4 separate regions of the Mus musculus genome follow, and all the other regions are linked to region 1. The links are chromatin contacts, called in public HiChIP or PLAC-seq and Micro-C maps. All regions are on one chromosome and are shown on one strand. The core of a region is the stretch at or near the end of the contact, and the rest is flanking DNA. Distances in the headings are between cores, read along the strand shown.

Evidence for each region. Hi-C and Micro-C count contacts between places; a contact is called where the count stands out from the background. HiChIP or PLAC-seq counts read pairs in DNA pulled down with a chosen protein or histone mark.
Region 2: a contact with region 1 is called in a Micro-C map of embryonic stem cells, with 1.9 times the contacts expected there. The contact joins the promoter of Exoc6b here to the promoter of Emx1 in region 1. A contact is called at or near these places in 2 of 484 Hi-C or Micro-C datasets (both in embryonic stem cells) and 2 of 9 other capture datasets (adipose tissue and pancreatic islet).
Region 3: an H3K4me3 HiChIP or PLAC-seq map of embryonic forebrain shows a contact between it and region 1, with 2.3 times the contacts expected there. The contact joins the enhancer-like site here to the promoter of Emx1 in region 1. A contact is called at or near these places in 4 of 484 Hi-C or Micro-C datasets (cerebral cortex, cortical neurons, embryonic stem cells and 1 more), 4 of 115 datasets of contacts at active chromatin or transcription factors (cardiomyocytes, embryonic forebrain, embryonic stem cells and 1 more) and 4 of 9 other capture datasets (adipose tissue, embryonic stem cells, liver and 1 more).
Region 4: a contact with region 1 is called in an H3K27ac HiChIP or PLAC-seq map of embryonic stem cells, with 7 read pairs. The contact joins the enhancer-like site here to the promoter of Emx1 in region 1. A contact is called at or near these places in 1 of 484 Hi-C or Micro-C datasets (embryonic stem cells), 6 of 115 datasets of contacts at active chromatin or transcription factors (embryonic forebrain, embryonic stem cells and forebrain) and 2 of 9 other capture datasets (adipose tissue and embryonic stem cells).

The regions. Positions count from the first base shown.
Region 1 is chr6:85,186,396-85,190,933 of GRCm38.p6, forward strand. It overlaps Emx1 (empty spiracles homeobox 1), which reads left to right and starts at 1,536. Exons shown (of 3, transcript NM_010131.2): 1 at 1,536-1,968. The coding sequence starts at 1,548.
Region 2 is chr6:85,067,723-85,071,983 of GRCm38.p6, forward strand. Exoc6b (exocyst complex component 6B) reads right to left here and starts at 1,791. Exons shown (of 22, transcript NM_177077.2): 1 at 1,574-1,791. The coding sequence starts at 1,683.
Region 3 is chr6:85,264,124-85,268,713 of GRCm38.p6, forward strand. It overlaps Sfxn5 (sideroflexin 5), which reads right to left. Exons shown (of 14, transcript NM_178639.4): 9 at 3,749-3,814. Among named protein-coding and RNA genes, the nearest start is that of Sfxn5, 67 kb to the right of the region's middle. Within about 2 kb of position 1,263, at least 35 of the 459 cell types and tissues checked have an H3K27ac peak or open chromatin away from gene starts, as enhancers often do. A contact at or near this core is called in cortical neurons and embryonic forebrain, where this site is marked.
Region 4 is chr6:85,291,214-85,295,635 of GRCm38.p6, forward strand. All of the region lies in intron 3 of Sfxn5 (sideroflexin 5), which reads right to left. Among named protein-coding and RNA genes, the nearest start is that of Sfxn5, 40 kb to the right of the region's middle. Within about 2 kb of position 2,233, at least 58 of the 459 cell types and tissues checked have an H3K27ac peak or open chromatin away from gene starts, as enhancers often do. A contact at or near this core is called in adipose tissue, embryonic forebrain and embryonic stem cells, where this site is marked.

The sequences.
Region 1 (4,538 bases), core at 286-2,785:
AAAAAAGGAAAATTATCTTCGCCCTCCTCCTCTCCCGCCATATGCGACCAAGGACTGACTGGGTCTGGACCTCCTAACCAAGAGACCCCTTAGGCCACAGTACCCTGGAAGGTTGGGGTAGATAGATTACAGAGTACAGGTTCTAATGGTCAACCGCCTTCTTGCCCTCCGGACTTAGTGCCTGCATTGGAAACTAACTTGAGCAGATTGGGACACTGGCCCGCGGTCGCAGGTCGCAGGTCACACGTCCAAGAAGCTAGGATGCCACTCCCCTCCCCCCAAGGACCACTGGCCTGTCCTCTGGAGAACCACGCGAACAGCAAGGCCAGCTCCAATTTAGAATGCAGTGACCCAAAGACCCCATTTTGGCCTTGTCGTCCAATACTGACGCCCAAGGAAAGGAAATCACTCTGAGCTTAAGCCCCGTGGTCCAGTGGGAGATGGTCGCAGCGCGAGGGAGGGAGGGGGAAGGCTGGCAAAACCGCTGCATTGGAACCCTTGCGAACTGCCGCGGGAGAGCTGCGGAGTGATGGGTTATGTCGCTCCTCCCCGGACAGTGCGAACCTGGCCCCTGAGAAAAGAATGCATATCCTGTTTGAAGCACTGTTCCCCAAATCCATAAAAATGTGAAATTTCAGAAACATAACCGCAGCTTCAGAAAACAGCTCCGGAGGCTGATGGTGGGTGAGGGGAGAGCTCTCTTAGGTTAGGCGAACGTAGACCAGGTTCTCTGGAGAATCTAGGCTGGACCCCAAACACCCATCCTAAGCTTGTATCCAAGTTCTCTAAGAACTGAAACGACATCCCAGGGCGAAGGGAGGGGGTTCAACTGAGGTACGTGCTTGAAGAGGGTTTGGTATATTTCCTCAAGCCCAGGCTTTGTAGATGTCCCCCTCAGAGCAGAGTGTGGCGGAGGCTAAAGGACCAAGTCAGAAAATCAAGATGCAGAGTGGAGGGTAGGAGGAGGACACTAGATCAAGCACCAATGCTCCAGTCCGGCTTTTGCCTCCGACTGGGGACCGTATTCCCCCACCCGCCATCCATCGCCCCGCCCCGCCCCGCCCCCCACCTTGGGGCAGGTGAGCGGTGGCCAATGGGGGAGCGCGGGGCAGGTGCCCGCTAACTCTCTCCTCGCAGAGCTGCAGCCCAGGCCTGGCCCGGCAGAGCTAGAAAGATCACGGGCGGTGGTCGGTCACAGCTTGATTAGTAAGGGAGAGATCCAGGAGGACCGCTGAAGCGGCTCTCAGTAGCACAGGCAGCCCGCGCCCGGGCGTTTGAGAGGAGCTGCCTGCTGGGCCGCGGGGACCACGCTCCAGGCGGTGCGCAGTGGCCCAACTCGGTGTTAGGGCTCTCGCACGCCCCTCGCCGCCCCGCTCCTGGCTGGTCCGCAAGGGCCGAGCGCGGGCGGGTGGGCGGGCGGGGGAGGTGAAGGGTGCGGGCGTGAGTGCATGTGCCAGGCTTGGTGCACACCCCGCACGGCGGCAGCGCCGGGGCACCGAGCGTTCCCCAGAGCCCCGCTACCTCACTCCGCTTCGGCGGCCGCGACGATGTTCCAGCCCGCGGCTAAGCGGGGTTTCACCATAGAGTCCTTGGTGGCCAAGGATGGTGGCACCGGCGGGAGTCCTGGCAGCGGGGGCGCGGGCTCCCATCCACTGGCTGTGGCCGCATCAGAGGAACCGCTCAGGCCCACGGCGCTCAACTATCCTCACCCCAGTGCGGCCGAGACGGCCTTCGTGAGTGGCTTCCCTGCCGCTGCCGCTGCGGGCGCCGGCCGCTCGCTCTATGGAGGGCCGGAGCTGGTGTTCCCAGAGGCCATGAACCACCCGGCTCTGACGGTGCACCCGGCACACCAGCTGGGCTCCTCCTCGCTGCAACCCCCTCACTCTTTCTTCAGCGCCCAGCATCGGGACCCTCTCCACTTCTACCCCTGGGTGCTTCGGAATCGCTTCTTTGGCCACCGCTTCCAGGGTGAGTGTCCATGCCGTGTTCGTGACCCGGGGATGCGGGGGGAGGCTAGGCGCGGCGGCGGGGATGTTCAGAAGTTGTGGGGGGACAAGGCTTAGGGATCAGCCTGGACTGTGCGCAGGCGATTAGCCTGTGGTCTGCTGCGTTGGTCTCCCACCCAAGAAGTGAGGTTGGGACCGCCACGCTTTTCAAGGAATAAAGCCAATTGGAATAGAAGGCCGAGAGCATCCTAGGAGCTTTTTCAGACCCTCCAGTGGCCAACCTTAATCTCCTTTCCGACTAAACCAGTCCCAACCCTGAAATGCTGGCCCTCTGCCCTTCCCGCGCCAGAGCTCTGAGCTGTGACCATACTTCGCTCTTTTGGTCACCACTACTCTTGGCGCGTCGGGGCAGGGGAAAGTCCACCTGCATTCGCTGGCTCTGTGAGAAGCAGGGCAGCGTGGTGCGTTCACTCGGATTTCTTGGGACGTTTCTCAGCAACCTTGGCCAGACTTTTCCCAGTTACATGTGCCCTCTCCGACCCAAAGTGGAAAAGGCTTGCGAAAACAAACCGGCTTTCTTCACCACTGACCTCCTCCAGGAGCCCACCCGGTTGCTAGAGCTCAGGACAGTCCTCTTGAGAGGGGTAGTGGCAGAGGAGGGCTTTTAAGGTCATATCTAGTCTTACCCCACCCCGTCTGCAGCCGCATCTGGTTTGCTAATTAAGACCCCTCCAAAAGCTTTAAACACGCACAAACACACACACACACACACACACACACACACACACACACACACACACACCAGTTATCTGACTTTCCTAAAGAGAGAGAGAGAGAGAGAGAGAGAGAGAGAGAGAGAGAGAGAGAGAGAGAGTTGTGTCCAGTGCAGATAATTTTCTTCCTTGGATGTGCAGTTTTCTTTTCTTTCATTAAAAGAAAATTTTGGCCTTGATTCCTATAGCAATTGCTTAGTTCCCACTTTGATATAGACTTTATTTACAGGTAAATTTAGCGTTTCATAAAACAGCAGCTCCAGGAGCTACACTGACATTGAGCCAGAGCTACGCGGCCAAAGAGAATCTGATATGTGATACAATTATTTATATGATAAAAGGAAAAATGTCTTGAATCTTTAGCTATAGTCGCTTGACTGACTTGGAGAAGGCTATTTAGAGAGGGCCCGATTTATCAATGACCCCCGCTCTTCCCTGGCCACTACATACAGAAATTCCCGTGGATCCAATAGTGTGGTTACTTCGGCGCCTATGTTTGTGGGTATATTTTTCTCCTCAAAAAGTGTGCGCAGGCGGGAGCGGAAAAGCCTAAGGTATTAGCTGCTTTAGGTAACATTTCCCGTCACTTAACACCAATGCTTACTACTAAAATGAGGTTTTATTCTAATTTAGCCAACTACCCGCGTCCCCCCTCCGGGGGAGGGGGGCTCTATCTTCAGCTTCGCGCCCACTGGCGGAATTTTGATTATTCCAGGATGTGAGCCCACGGCTCAAGGGACCTGGAACCCTTGGTGAAGGATCCGGGACCCTGGAAGACAGGGTGCTAAGGGCTCCTAGCCTAGTCCAGTGCCTCAGCACACTCAAGATGCTTCCTGGATGGGGCTTTTTCGGCCCTTAGTCCAGAATCTCGGAATCTCACGTTTTTCTCTCCACCTTTCACACCTCTGGCCCCGCGCGCTGATCCCGCTCGCCCGAGGCTGGATGTGCCTTTTGAGAGAGATCAGCTCTCGGGCTCCGAGCATCCTCAGCCAAGCGAGGCCAGTATATCCTCCGCAAAACCCTCCAGGAAATTTCCGCTGCTCTCTGAGCCATCGGTCCCAGCGGATACGTTGTGGAGTTACACAAACGGTGGGCTTTTTCTCTCCAGAACCGCGTCTCGACGCGGGGAAGGATCTGAGTGTGACCGCGCTTGCGAACTCGGAAGTCCAATGGGTGCTGATCAACCCTTTCCAACTCCGAAGTGCCATGGCCCTGCAGCCTGCAGACCGGCGACGCTGCCTCTTCCAGATTCCACTGGGTCTCCGGGCTAAGAACCCAGCAGTCCCAGGCCCTCCGGCGCCGTGTTTTCTGGAGAACCGGGTCTCCGCGATGCTCACTTCAGTCCCGTTTTGGTGCAAGAAACGAAACCCTACAAGAACGAAACGGAACCGGCTTACGCGTTCTGTGCGCAGCGCTCCCGGGCAACACGAGCGGGTAGCGCCTGGAAGCCGCTTCTCCCCTAAGCAAAGAGGAAAAGCTGGGGTGCACGGTCGGGACCTCCGAACTGGGGGCCAAACGGGAAGAACCCGCGAAGATTAAGCGAGGTTGGCGTCGTTTTGGTGATATTTCCCAGGGATCAAGAACTTTTTGAATTGGAAAGCTACGACTGAAGGGGACTAAAGGAGACTCAGCCCTACCAATCCTGCTGCGGTTGTGGGCACTCGCTTCAAAGGCCGCCTTTGTTCAGTCAGGAGGAAGAGGGAAGGGGCTATCTCCGTTTTACTGTTGACCGCTCCAGGTTCTAGCTCCGAGCAATTCCTCCGGGGCACCAGGCTCCAAGTCTGTAGCTAATGGGGCCTCTCCATCTAGGACTGCAGCC
Region 2 (4,261 bases), core at 541-3,040, 120 kb before region 1:
ATTCTAAACCCTCAACTTAACAGACAAATTTCTTAACATAACATTTTCAGTCACTCTACTATCACTTTAGTTACTGAAAGCCAAATAGTAATAGCCACTAATAACATATGTAGGAGAATATTAGTGAGTGACAACTGGGCTTTTAGAAAGGACTACGACGAAATGTAAATCACTGGCCTTTCCCACAAGAAAACAGTAAAGGAGAGGAGCACGACCAAGATCATGGTCATGATGTTGATTCAGAGGAAAAGGAATCAACTCTGTGAAAGAACTGGCACAATAAGAAACGGGAGTTAAAAATCACCTGGGGCAGGGGGAAAGATGGGGTTCAATTCAGTGGAAGAGCATTGTGTGGCATTCCAAGGCTCTGGGTTGTGGGGGTGGGCAGAGGGGAGGAAAGACAAACTATTAAGGACAGTTATTTCCAGGAATGACACTGAGAAAACTTGCTTGGCACCAAAAATGGAGCCTGGAGAAGAATGCTGTGCAAGTGAAGCTAAAAGTAAAAGTCCCAGTCTTGGTCACTCGTGACAGGGACAACTCTCCCCATGAAAATGCCAACACTGATTAGTGATGCTCTATGGAGGGAGGCGCATTGATATATATTGTACAAGGAGGGGTAAAGATGATTTTCAACTCATGTACTGAACAGAGACCAGAAAGTACTACAGGAAAGGATTGGAAGGAACTAGTTCTAGGACACCAGGAAACTGAGGGGGGGGGTGTTCAAAATTGGGCTTGCTGAATAATTTTCAACAGGAAGTACAGCAGATGGCAATCCGCAACTAAGGCAGAACAAAAGTAGCGAAGAATCTGTGGGCTGTGCACAGTTCAGCTGAAGAGGGCTTGCCTGGCACACTGCAAGACATTGTGTTCCATCCACAACACCACAAAAAAATTAAAAAGACGGAAAGGCAGGGTGTTCAGTGCAGTGTCTGAGCTGGGAACAAGAAACCCATTTCCCTTCCTCTGCGACCTTGGATAAGTCACTCCTCTTCCAGGCATCTCGTCTGATACAGAGGGAACGGTAACTGTACCCCAGCGGTAGGATTGCTCAACGGCTTCCATAGATGTGTTTGCACATTAACTCACACAATGCCTCACGCTCTGTGTAACAAGTGCAAGGTAAGTAAGCCGAGAAAGGCCGGGTACGTCCTGACATCTCCACGGGCAATGCAGGTGGAAGCTCTCGGAGAAGGTGTCAGGGGAGGGAGCACAGAGCATGTCCAGGTAGTGGCAAGGTCCTGAGACTACACCTGGACTGGGTCGTCCTCACGAACTGGGCTCTCAGGCGAGGGAAGGTGGGAGGACACTTCCTCCAGGACCGAGAAAACCGGGACGCTCTCGGAGGACCTGTGATGGGCAGTTCCACAGCGCGCAGAGCCGGCGCTTGCTCCTGACTGAAGAGCAGCTAACCAAAGGGAGCGGCGGCCCAGTAGAGCCGCGCCTCACCCTTTCTCCTCAGAGTAGCTCCCCAGCAGGGCCTCGCCCAGGACGCGGGACACCCGCGACTCTCCCCACAGCCAGCCGCCGCGCTCCGCCTGCTCCAGCCGACCCGGCCCCGCCCCAGTACCTGAGCGTGGGCCCGATGCAGGCCGTGTCTGTGCTCTCGATCTCCCTCAGGATCCGCTCGTGCTCCGCCGCCGTCTCCAGGCTCTCCTCCGCCATCTTCGCCCGCTCCATCGCAGGGCGCTGCCGCGCGGCCCTCTCTCAGCGAGTACCCCACGATCCCTCTGCCCAGGATCTGCGGCCGCTGGGCCAGCACCCCGCAGCGCGACCCCGCCCTCGGATGCCACGCCCCCTGGCGTCAGCCGGGCCGCGAGCGTCGCGCGCAGCCCACTGGGATTCGTAGTTCTCTGGGTCAGGCTGAACTGGATTCTGCCCATTCACACACACTGAATCTGCGCAAATTGCCTCTACTTTGATATAGATGCAGAGCTTTACGACACATGTATACAGTGACATCAAATCAGGCAGTGGTACTAACCCAGCACATTTTTTTAAAATCGTTTATGTGTATTTTGCTTGTATGTATATCTGTGCACTACATGTATGCATGGTACCCAAGGAAATCAGCAGAAGGTGTCAGATCACCTGGGACTGGAGTTACAGATGGTTGTGATGTCACTAGTAGGTGCAGGGAAGAACCACAGTGTTCAGTGTTTATCAGCTGAGTCTTCTCTCCAGCCCCTAATATGAAGCCCAGGCTGGCCTTGCACTCATGATCATCCTGTTTCCACTTCTTCTTCTTCTTTTTTTTTTTTTTTTAGATTATAATATAATTATAAGATTTCTCCTTTCCCTTTCCTCCCTTCAAAGCCTCCTACATACCCCTTCCCCACTCCTCTTCAAATTCATGGCCCCTCTATTCACTGTTATTGTATGCATATATGCATATAAATATATACCTAAATATGTTCAGTTTGTATAATGTAACTTGAATGTATGTTTTCAGTACTGGCTGTTTCTGCCTCCACCTCTTAATCATTTCCTATGAGCAAGACCCACCACAACCAGCTTTCTTTTCTTTTCTTTTTTTCTCTTGAGAAAAGGTCCCATTATGTAGTCCTAGATAGAATTGAAATTCATTATGTAGATAAGATTGGCCCTGAACTCACAGATACCTACCTGCCTCAGCCCTCCAAAGTTCTGTATTTAAAGACATCTACCACCACATTTGGCCTTTTTTTATTATTAAAATAAAATTACATCGTTTTTCTACATTCCTTTTTCTTCCTTCCAGTCTACCTATGCACCCCTCACCTCCCACCCCAAAATCCTGGCCTTCTCTTCTCTAATTGTGTGTGAAGATGTGGATGTGTGTCTACACATAAATATACAGTTACAAGCTACTGAGTTGTTCAGTGTTGCATATATGTGATTTCAAGGCTGGCCACTTGGCATTGGATAACCAGCATAGAGGGCTCCCATAGAGAAAGACTCTCTTTCTCTCTCTCTCTCTCCTTTACTTGCCTGTAGTTCATAGGTGAATCTTCCCTGTAGTTTTTAGGAAACACAATCTCACAGCACATTTCCTGATCCTCTGGCTTTGAAATCTTTCTGACCCTCTCTTCAGAAATGTTTCCTGAGTCTTGGGTGCAGGAGTTGTGTTGTAGATGTAACCATTGGGACTGAGAACTCCATGGTCGTTCTTCTCTGTATTCTGACTGTTTGTGGTTTTCTGGAATGGTCACTGTCTGTTGCAAGAAACTTCTTTGGTGAGGTTGGGAGCCACACCTAAACTGTGGTTATAAGGTTATTTAGAATGCTATTAGCAATTATACTGGTTTACTACAGTAGCAGTAGTAGGTTCCCCTCTAAGATCCATAACCACACTAGCCCCAGCTAGTTTACTAGGCTTCCAATACCAGGAATGATTTCCCCCATGCCAAGTGGGCTTTAAATGCAATTAGACATCTTCTGGTTACAACCAAAGTATGATGGCCATTATTGTGCCTTTGGGGATCTCTGACTATGCTGGTAGTTGCTGTAGTTCTTAGGACTGTTGGTTGTCTCCCTCTACTAGTACTTGGAATAGCACCTTCTAGTTCTATGAAAGTTAGTCCTCAGGGAAGAGGTTTTCAGGGCAGATCCAGCTCTAGGTCCTATGTTCAAACTGCACAGTGTCTTCAGCAATAGAGACTTAGCCTCAACCTCTGGCAACCAGGGGCAATGGCAATAGCCTGTATTGTTTCAGGAATCTCTTGGGCTACCCTGACCAACAATTCAAAAGGTGGCTTCTTGTATCGAGTACTGGATTTTTTTTTATTAGGTAGTTTATGGCTCTTAAAGGGAACATTGTCAGCCCAAGTGGCTTAACTTCATTTAAGCTGTATATTCCTATGTATACATGCATTTGTATCAAGTGTAGTTGGGGGTGAATGAAAAATATGATGCCTTGTAGCTTTTACAAGCATCCTTAGTAGCCAGATGTCATTAATCCCAGCACACCGGAGGCAGAGCCAGGCAGATCTCAACACCAGTGGAGGAGTGAGACAGGAGGATCACTGTGAGTTGGAGTACACACTAGTGTACTCCATGGTGAGTTCCATGCCAGCCTGGACTGTAGAGTGAGACCCTACTGAAGAAAGAAAAGAAAAGAAAAGAAAAGAAAAGAAAAGAAAAGAAAAGAAAAGAAAAGAAAAGAAAAGAAAAGAAAAGGAGGAAGGAAATGAGGCCAGTAATATACCTTAGAGAAAAATTGTGCCACAGAGTGAATGCATTTGTGCTTTATCCTAAAGTTCCACTAATATAACAGACC
Region 3 (4,590 bases), core at 13-2,512, 77 kb after region 1:
TATCATCAGGCTCCACCAACCTACCCCTGACAGGTCACACAAGATATCAGCCCTGAGCCCTCCTCCCCAAGCCCAGGTCCATCACCACCCAGGAACAAGTGGTCAGTGGATTGCCTCTGTCTTCTCTGATTTCTGCCTAAGACCCTGCAGTGGCCAGTCTGGGATTCCTGGTGTGGTATTCCTGGCCCCTGATGACTGCTGCTATCCACTACCATTTGTTACAATCAGCATTACTCTCTACATGGCAGACACACTTCTGAGTGTCTAGTATCTATTCCCATCTTTCTGCATGCCGCTGTATCTGCTGTGCCCTCTCTCTGGGACATCCAGCCCTGCCTTCTGTTGGCTTTCTCCATCTGTCCAATGTGTCAGCCCTGTGACTGACTGTGACACCTCAGGGGCAGCACCACCATGGCTCTGACTGCCTCAAGGCTCGCCACTCACTCTCCTGGCATCCTAAAAGCTCTATCAGGCTACAGCCCAGGCTCCTGCAGAGTGTCCGGCCCATCACAGACCTTGCAGCAGGAGTCAGGAGCCTGCTTGATCTCTCCCTTCACAGAGATCATGGTGGCCAGTCCAGAAGCTTCCACACAAACTCCAGAACAAAAACACAAAGAAGACAGAGAGAGGTTTCCTTTGTTAAAAGACAGCAAACTGTTAGGTTTTCAAAAATAACTTAAGACGGGATTTCTTTTTTATTCTAAAGCAAGAGCCCCAGGCATTGCCAAATCTATTTAGGGGGGCCCCAGAGAGGCTTCTCACCCCAACAATCCTGGGCCCAGCATGAGGCTTCATTTGGGGGAATGCCTGATTGGTGAGGGGGTGCTGGTGGCCAAGGCCAAGCAAGGGTTCTTCTGAAAGAGAGCTGGGGCTCTGCAGACCCCACAGAGGAGGCTGCACCTCAGCTCAGCTTCGTCTCTGGGACCGGCTCTCAGCCCATCAGGCGCCATCCAGCCACCTGCTTGTAGGGACTCGTTTTAATTAATGCCAGAACTGGGCCAACCACTGGGGCCGTGACACTTGTTTGCAGGTCATCTGCTCCTAACAGGCTCGCCCTGGGAGGGGATTTGTCTCTAATTGAAGCCGAAATCAGTTAATGAGGCCGCAGGGCCTGGGGTTCCAGAGAACAAGGGAGAGGAAAATAAAATCAAGCCTCTGTCTTTGGCAGTTTTGTGATTTATACACACAAAAGAAAAGAAAGCAAGCTGCCGATTTTCCAAGTCAGGAACTCCACTCCATCTGCCCGAGTGAGCCCCTCGCTGTATGAAGTCGTCAGGCAGAGGGGCACGACACTGCTGGGCTCAGGCTCCCGGAGAGGAGAGGAGGGGCCTCTCAAGGCCAGCGATCAATCAGCAGCCTAATTAATAGGTATTTATGGCACAGGGCTCTATGGTTCCCTCTGTGGGGTATGAGACAGATGCCTGTCCCTAGCTAACTCGTAATCCAAATGGGGACAATGAGAGGACAGGGTGTGACTGAGAGTGGGAAGAAGGAGAATTTTCTGGGACTTGGGTCAAGGAAAATCTCCTGGGGGTGAGGGGGAATCTGGAACTAAGCAAAGAGGAAGCAGAGGGTGTCTCCACGGTGCAAGCCCCAAGTTCCGAGTAACTGCTGGCGTCTGTGTTCCTCCACCAAGCAGTCTGAGTAAAGTACAGACCTGGAAAGTGTTGGGATGGAATGAATGGGACCCCACCACTGGAAGGATCCTAAGGAACCACTGGAAGGATCCTAAGGAACTCAGAGAGGTCAGAGTTTCCCTAAGTTGAATTCCTGAGCCACATGCTCAGTGGGAAGGTACCAGGGCGAGGACCTTTCCACTCAAGCCCTTCCCTGTGTTGCGCCCTCCTCCCAGGTCCTTCTGCTTCATCAGAGCATCTCTAGGAAGGGAAAGGCTGTTGATGCACCTGAGCCAGGGAGGCTCTAAACTCCTCTTGCATTACAGAGCAAGAGGGTGGGGAGGGAGCCCTCTCCCCTCCCGGGAGCTCAGGCCTCAGACCAGCAGAGCCAAGCTGCCCCGATTTATCTGACTCTCAAACCAAGTTCCATTGGGGGTTGCAAGTCTACCGGACAGATTGGCAGTTTCTCCACAGTGAGCCGTCTACACAGGTCTGGCTGCATATGGCTTCTAACTGGCAGCAAGGCATTCAGGGAACGAATAAGATACCAGGCACAAAAAGGGATGCCCCACTTTCACTTGGAGGTGGCTTGGTCTACGTGGGAGTAAAATAAAAGGAGCTGTGTGAGGACAGCCCCAAAGCTCTGCTTTAGAACCACAGCCATGGCAATGACTGGGTAGGATGAATGGCTTCCTATCACACAGTGTGTACAGTTGCAGTTAGTGATGGAAAAGATAAGGGAAGGGGTGTTATCAAAAGATTTGTACATGTGAATTATTTCACTGTTATGTTTTCTTTTTTTTTCAATTTTTCTAAAAAAATGGTGTGTGTGTGCATGTGTGTGTGTGTGTGTGTGTGTGTGTGTGTGTGTGTGTGTGTTGCCTGTATGTATGTGTACTATGTATGTGCAGCACCTGCAGAGGCTAGAGAGTCAGATCCCCTGGAACTGGGGGTTACAGATAATTGTGAGCCACCACATGGGCACTGGGAATCAAACCCAGGTCCTCTGGGAGAGCAGCCAGTGCTTTTGACTATCAGGCCACCGTGTTTGTTAAGACAGGGTCCCACGTCGCCCAGGCTGGACTCAAGCTCACTATATGCCTGAGGATAACTTTGAGCTTCTGATCCTCCTGCCTCCACCATAAGTGCGGGTGCAGGTCTGGACCACCATGGCTTATTTTATGTGGTGCAGGGGACTAAAACCAGAGCTCTGTGTGTGCCAGACAAGCCCTCCGCCAGCTGAGCTGCATTCCCAGCCCTGATGTCTGCTCCTCCTTTTCCTAACAATTCAAGCATTTGTTGTGTTACTCATGACAGAGATGGCAGTTGGGAAAGCCACTTTGCCCTCAGCGGGTTGTTGTAGGAAGCCCCTCCATCGGAGATCCAGAAAGTGCCATACATTCAAGGACTGACATTAGCCAAGGGCTCCAAGGCTTCATTTTTTTACCCTGGCCGGAGTCCACACCCTCTCTGCGGCCTGCTTGCTGCCCCCACCTGAGAAACATCAGTCCCACTTTTATTCAGGCAACTTCCAAATTCCTGTAACAAATTCCAACAAAGGCTCAACTTAAAGAGCTTTCTAAGCCTTCCAGGGAGACTTAGAAAGGAGTGACCCTCCAACCCAGCCTGAAGAGACTGCATAGGGTCGGTTCCATCCCCAGTTCACTGGAAGCCAACAGCCTTTTCTAAGAGCCAAGACCAAGAAAACCACACACGCACAGTCTTTACTCATGGGACATCAGGCTGCAGATGGTTTCTGTCCAAGGACCCCAGATCAGTCAGGGAGAGGAAATTCACGAATCTGGATTCAGGAAGTTTAGAAACAGTGAACTGGAACCACAGACAGCCATAGACTGTGCACCAAAGGCTGCTCTGAGGGAAATGTTGCACCAGAGGGACAAACAGCAAAGCTGCTCTAAATCGAGTGCTGGGTGCGGGAACAAACAAGGATAGATGGCTGGCCCTCCCTGCCCCGAACTCCACACCTCCATCCTCCCCAACACCCTGGAGTACCAATTTGTGTCCTTCCTATCAAAGCCTCTTCTCTGCGTAGAAAAACATCTGGGCATCCCCCTTGCAGCCCCCATTCCCCACAAGCTGGCTTACCCTGGAGCAGGGTAGGAGGTACTCACAGCAATGGAAACAGCACTGATGACAGCGCCCAGGTAGCCCTGGATGAACTTGGATGCAGGTGAAGGCTGGAAGACAGGCAGAAAGGTAGACATACTGGTGTCCAAAGCTTCCGAGTCCTGCTCTGGCCAGCAAGAAGCAGTCCCTTGGGAAGCCAAAGGGGCAGGCCTCCCTCAGCAATCTTTAAAACAGACTATACAAGGCAGGCGGGGGCAGGTATAGCTGGGCCCCTTTACTTCTGCCCTGTTCTAAAATCTGAGCAGACGCTGCTAGCTGGTAGTGGGAAGCACAGGGCCCCATATAGGTCCTCTATGTCCAGGCTGTTCAGGGTATCATCTGGGAGGGCTGTGTTGTAAGCAGGTGTTTTAGCCTGGCATACTGTCTGTGTGGGATAGCATTGTCTCACCAGCTACAGTCAAGCTGGCTCTTACAGCCCCCTCAGCCCAGGACTCAGGGGGCTTCACTGTCAATATGTTACTGTTACCCCGTAGTTCCACAGAACAAAAGATCTCAAGTCCCAACATTTAAAAAAAAAAAAGAAAAACTGAAGAACCTATCTCTGCTACAACTGCAGTTTGGAAATAGCTGTTTATAAGGTTACAGGAAATAACTGAGTGAAGCCATCTTGGTGAAACCTGCCAGAGAGTCTAGATATGCAGAATTAGATGAAGGGGCATCCTTAGAGTCCCTGGTCCTACAAGTTCCTACTGCAAAGGCCTGTTCCCAGCTCTGCTCTCTTTGCCACTGCTGGAAAATATCAAGAACAACCCCTCAGAGGGGAACCCAGATTCCTCTGAATGTGAGGATGGGCCAGAAGGAAAGGTGGCCTTGTCACAGGTCAGCT
Region 4 (4,422 bases), core at 983-3,482, 110 kb after region 1:
AAAGATTTTCTTTATTTTTATTTATGGGTATACTACGTATACATTTGCAGGGGGTTTTGTGTTGTGCACATGTGTGCAGGTCTCTACAGTGGCCAGAAGAGGGCGCCAGCTCCCTTGGTACTGCTGTTATAAGCCACTGTGCGCTTCCCAGTAATAAGTGCTGAGAATCAAACTCTGATCCTCTGTAGGAGCCGGGGGTACTGTTAACTGCGAGTCACTATCCCTACCCCAAGCTTTGTTTTGCTTTGCAAGACAGAGTCTTAAGTATCCCAGGCTGCTCTCAAACTCTCCACAGAGCCGAGGACGGCCTTGTAATCCTGACCCTCTCGGCTCCCCCTCCTGAATGCCAATCACATTTTTTTTTATGCAGTGCTTCCTGCATAGAAGTTACATTCCAACTGAGCTATGTCCCCAAACAACGCTTCTGCTCACAGGAGGCCAGGGGTCAATCTCAGTGTGTGCAAACACTTCATACCTTAGTGACTTACCTGAGTCATACTCAGCTAGACTGGCTGTCCAGTGGGATGGAAGGACGCTCTTATCTCTCCATCCCCAACGCAGGGAACCGAGATGCATGCCACCCTCTATGCCCGGCTTGCACACGGCTGCCAGGGATCGAACTCAGATTGCGTGGCAAGCACTTCACTGAATGAGCCTTCTCCCAAAAACTTTGCTATTTTTATGCTTCTAGAATACTGTTTCTTGTTCACATATTGCCATTTCAAAAATAATTGTGTGTGTGTGTGCACACACACGCACGTGTAAGGCAGGGCTGGCTGTAAAGAGCAACAACACTTTCGCAGCATGCTCAAGACCCTGGACACACACTGTAGATCAGTGGTTCTCAACCTTCCTTAAGCTACAACCCTTAAATACAGTTTCTCGTGTTGTGGTGAGCCCCAACCATAAAATCATTTCATTGCTACTTCAATAATATAATTTTGAATTACTGTTTTGAATTATAATGGAAATATCTGACATGTGCCCCCTGTAAAAGGGTCATCTGATCCCCAAAGGGGTATCCATCCACAGGTGGAGAACCACCACTATAGTTTAATCTACTGGTTGATTAATATAATAAAGGCAACCACACTGCGTACTTAAAACGTTTGATGAGCTGGGCTTAGTGGCACACACCTTTAATCCCAGCACTCAGGAGGTAGAGGCAGGTGGATCTCTGTGTGTTTGTGGCCAGCCTGTTCATAATGAGTTCTAGGACAGCTAGGGCATCATAGTGAATAATGAGAACCTGTCTCAAAAAGAAAAAAAAAAAAGAGTTTTTGTTTTTGTGTTTTGGTTTGTAACAGGATGAATGCACAGCATCCAGGTCCTCCATTAGCCCCTTGGTGTGTGGAGGATGAAATGTCCCAGCAAGATCCCCATAGCTAGAGGGCAGCAACTGGTGGTGGCTGAGCGCAAGGGTCTGTGTGACTGAGCTCCTGTGGCAGGCGACAAGTGACCTGCACAGCCATTCCCTACCCTTGTACCTTCTGTTTCTTCCTGTGTCAGGATCAGGCGGGGGCTGCACCACAGCCTTGCTGATGCTAACAGGACACCACCAAGGGAGAGCAGAGCCAGCCAAACACACATTTCTCCCCTTCTCATCGGGTACTTTATCTCTACTGGAAGCCATGTGACCGTTACACAGGGGCTGGCCCTTTGGCCCTGGGGCAGCCACCATCTTTCCTTGTCCTGGTTAAATTCCCACGCACCTTTGACTCTTACTTTTTTTTCCCTTTATGTTAAAGCACACCTGTAGCCCCAGCCTTCGGAGGCTGAGACAGGAGAAGCATGAATCCCAGGACAACCTACGCCGTACAGCAAGTGCCAGCCCGGCCTGGGCTGCAGGGAGAGAAACTGCCTCAAAAAAATTAACCAGAGTAGAGCATGGCGGCACATGCTTACATCATCCTAAACTCAGGAGCTAGAGGAGAAAAGATCATATGTTCAAGCCACTCCCAGCTACACAGTGAATTTGAGGCTATCCTGGGCTACAAGAAATCCTGTCTCAAATAACAATAAGGAGGTGGAGCCCATGCTCCCTTCCTGCCAAGTCTACCAGACCAGGCCCAACTCAGAAAGGAAGAGGTTCGAGGCACTGAGGTTCCAGTGTCTGGCTGAGCGTTGCCCCGTGACCTGCTGGACCAACGAGTTAACTGTTGGGTTCAGAAAAGGCAGCAAGTACTGCCCACAGTGAAAAAGTTCAAGTTCCACAAGCCACTTGTGCAAGCAGGTCACCGAGAGTCACCCTGGGACCTACAACCATGCATGGAAGGCCAGCTGAGCCACAGTGGCTAGCCACCATATGGAGAGTGCAGGCCAGGATCCCTGGCATCCTCACAGAAGCACACAGAGGCACCTCCACTCTGAGCTGCAGCCCCAGGTTGAGAGCTGACCTTCTTTGTCCTCAGCCCAACATCCAGGGCACTTCTGGCTGAACACGGAGCTGTGCAGCCCTGACCCGGTGGGAATGACTGGCTTTAGTAATGGATCTGAGAGCTGAGACTCTGTTTGGCTCACTTGGAGAATGGGGACAAAGGGCAGTGTGGGGAAGCCATCTGGGTAACTGCTAGAACACACAGATTTCACTGATTTAAGAGGTGGCCATTGTCTCAGCTGAACCTGCCTCCACGGAGACTAAGGGAGGGGCAGGCTGGGGTCCCACGTGGGGCTAGGAGGCAGGACACACCCCAGCACCCCGAGGGAGAACAACAGCCCCACCCCCAGTCTGGCTCACTCACTTCCCCTCTGTCTCCTAGCAAGCTGCTTCTTTAAACCTCCTAAGGCAGCAAAGACAGAGCCTATTTAAAACAACCTCCAGAAGGTAATTAAACAGAGCCTGAAGGGGACCCTTCTGTACGGGAAGGACGCCTCCATTCAACAAACAAAAAACTTCCTAATTGATCAGTTGAGCCTATTGCGTTATAGCGCACCATTAATTGTGTTGCCATGGTAACTCCAGGTACCATGTACCTATACAAGCCTATGTGGGGTGCAGGGAGCCCCCAATTCTACAGACACAGGAAAGAAGAGGGATGTCCTGCCTGCTTCTGTGGTACTGTGTCAGCAGCTGTGGCTTCATTATGCAAGAAACTTCTCTCTAGGTAGAGGTCAGGCCCCGCAGAGGAGCCCAGGTTTGATTTCAAATCCCCCATTAGTTCACTAGGAGAAGGGAGATTCTTCACTTAGTCTTTCTGAGCCTCCAATATCTCTTTTGTAGTATGAAGATAGGGATATTTGCTTTCAAGCCTATTATAAAAGAATTCACTTAGTGAACAAATGTTTATTAAGCACCTACTTTGTATTAAGTACTAACGATACCTCAATGCAAAGCAATTAGGTAGTTCAGTTGGTAGATCGCTGTTTTAGCAGGTCTGAAATCCTGGGTTGCACGTCAGCATCACAGAAGCCAGGCCTATAATCCCAGCACTCTGGAGGTGGAGGCAGGAGGGTCAAGAGTTCAAAGTCATCCTCAGCTTCATAGTGATTTGGAAGCCAGCCTGGAACACATGAGACTTGAGGTCCAGCAGCTTTCTCCAAACAAAAGCATTCCTTCCAGAAGGGAGAGGAGATGATGAGACCCCGAAGGTAGACAAAAAGTCACATATCTGGGAAAGCAGAAACTTGGAAGATTCTGGAAGGTGTTTTCCAAGGCTATCGAAGCAGACTATAGCTGCTGAGGGTGGAGACTGACCGTCCAAGATGAGAGAGATGCTAGACTGTAGAGCTCCTGCAGGCCACACGCCATTCATTGGTGTGGCAGCCATTTAAGAAGGCAACCCTCTGTGGAGAAGCTATCATCTATCCATGAACAGAAGAGCAAGCAAGGCCACAGGACACACGACCTCGGATGGCTTAGATAACTAAGGGCACACACAGGATATCCAGGTGGCTTGTGATATCAGCGACGGCTGCAGTGATCAGCACCAGCTTCTGGGTTTTGGTCCGCACACCTGCCAAAGGACCATAGAGTGGACAGAGCACCGGTGCAGAGACCAAAACTACTGTGCACTCAAGGTCCAAGAGTCTGTGGGCCTCTTCAGATGCCCCAGACATGATGCGTGAGCAGGGCCAGCCCTGAGTTAGGACCTGGGGAGCTCCTGAATTTCACACAGCTGTGGTAAAGCCAATATGCCATCTCTGTCCTCTCTATCCACTGTCTGTGAAGGCCAAGCATATGTGACATTGATGACTGCGGCCCAAGGAAGGGCGGCACTGTGACAGCCACCACACATAGTCCAATTCCTCAGGCTCGGCAGAGGGGGAGACGCTGCTCCAGGGGACCAGAGTGACAGGCTCACACCTAGAGTACTATGCCACCTAGCCACCAGATGGACCCACCAGGCTCTGCCACTGCCAGCCAGAACTCAGCAGCACAGGAAACAGCTAAATGCCAAGCTCCAAGCCCTTCCCCCACTCCCA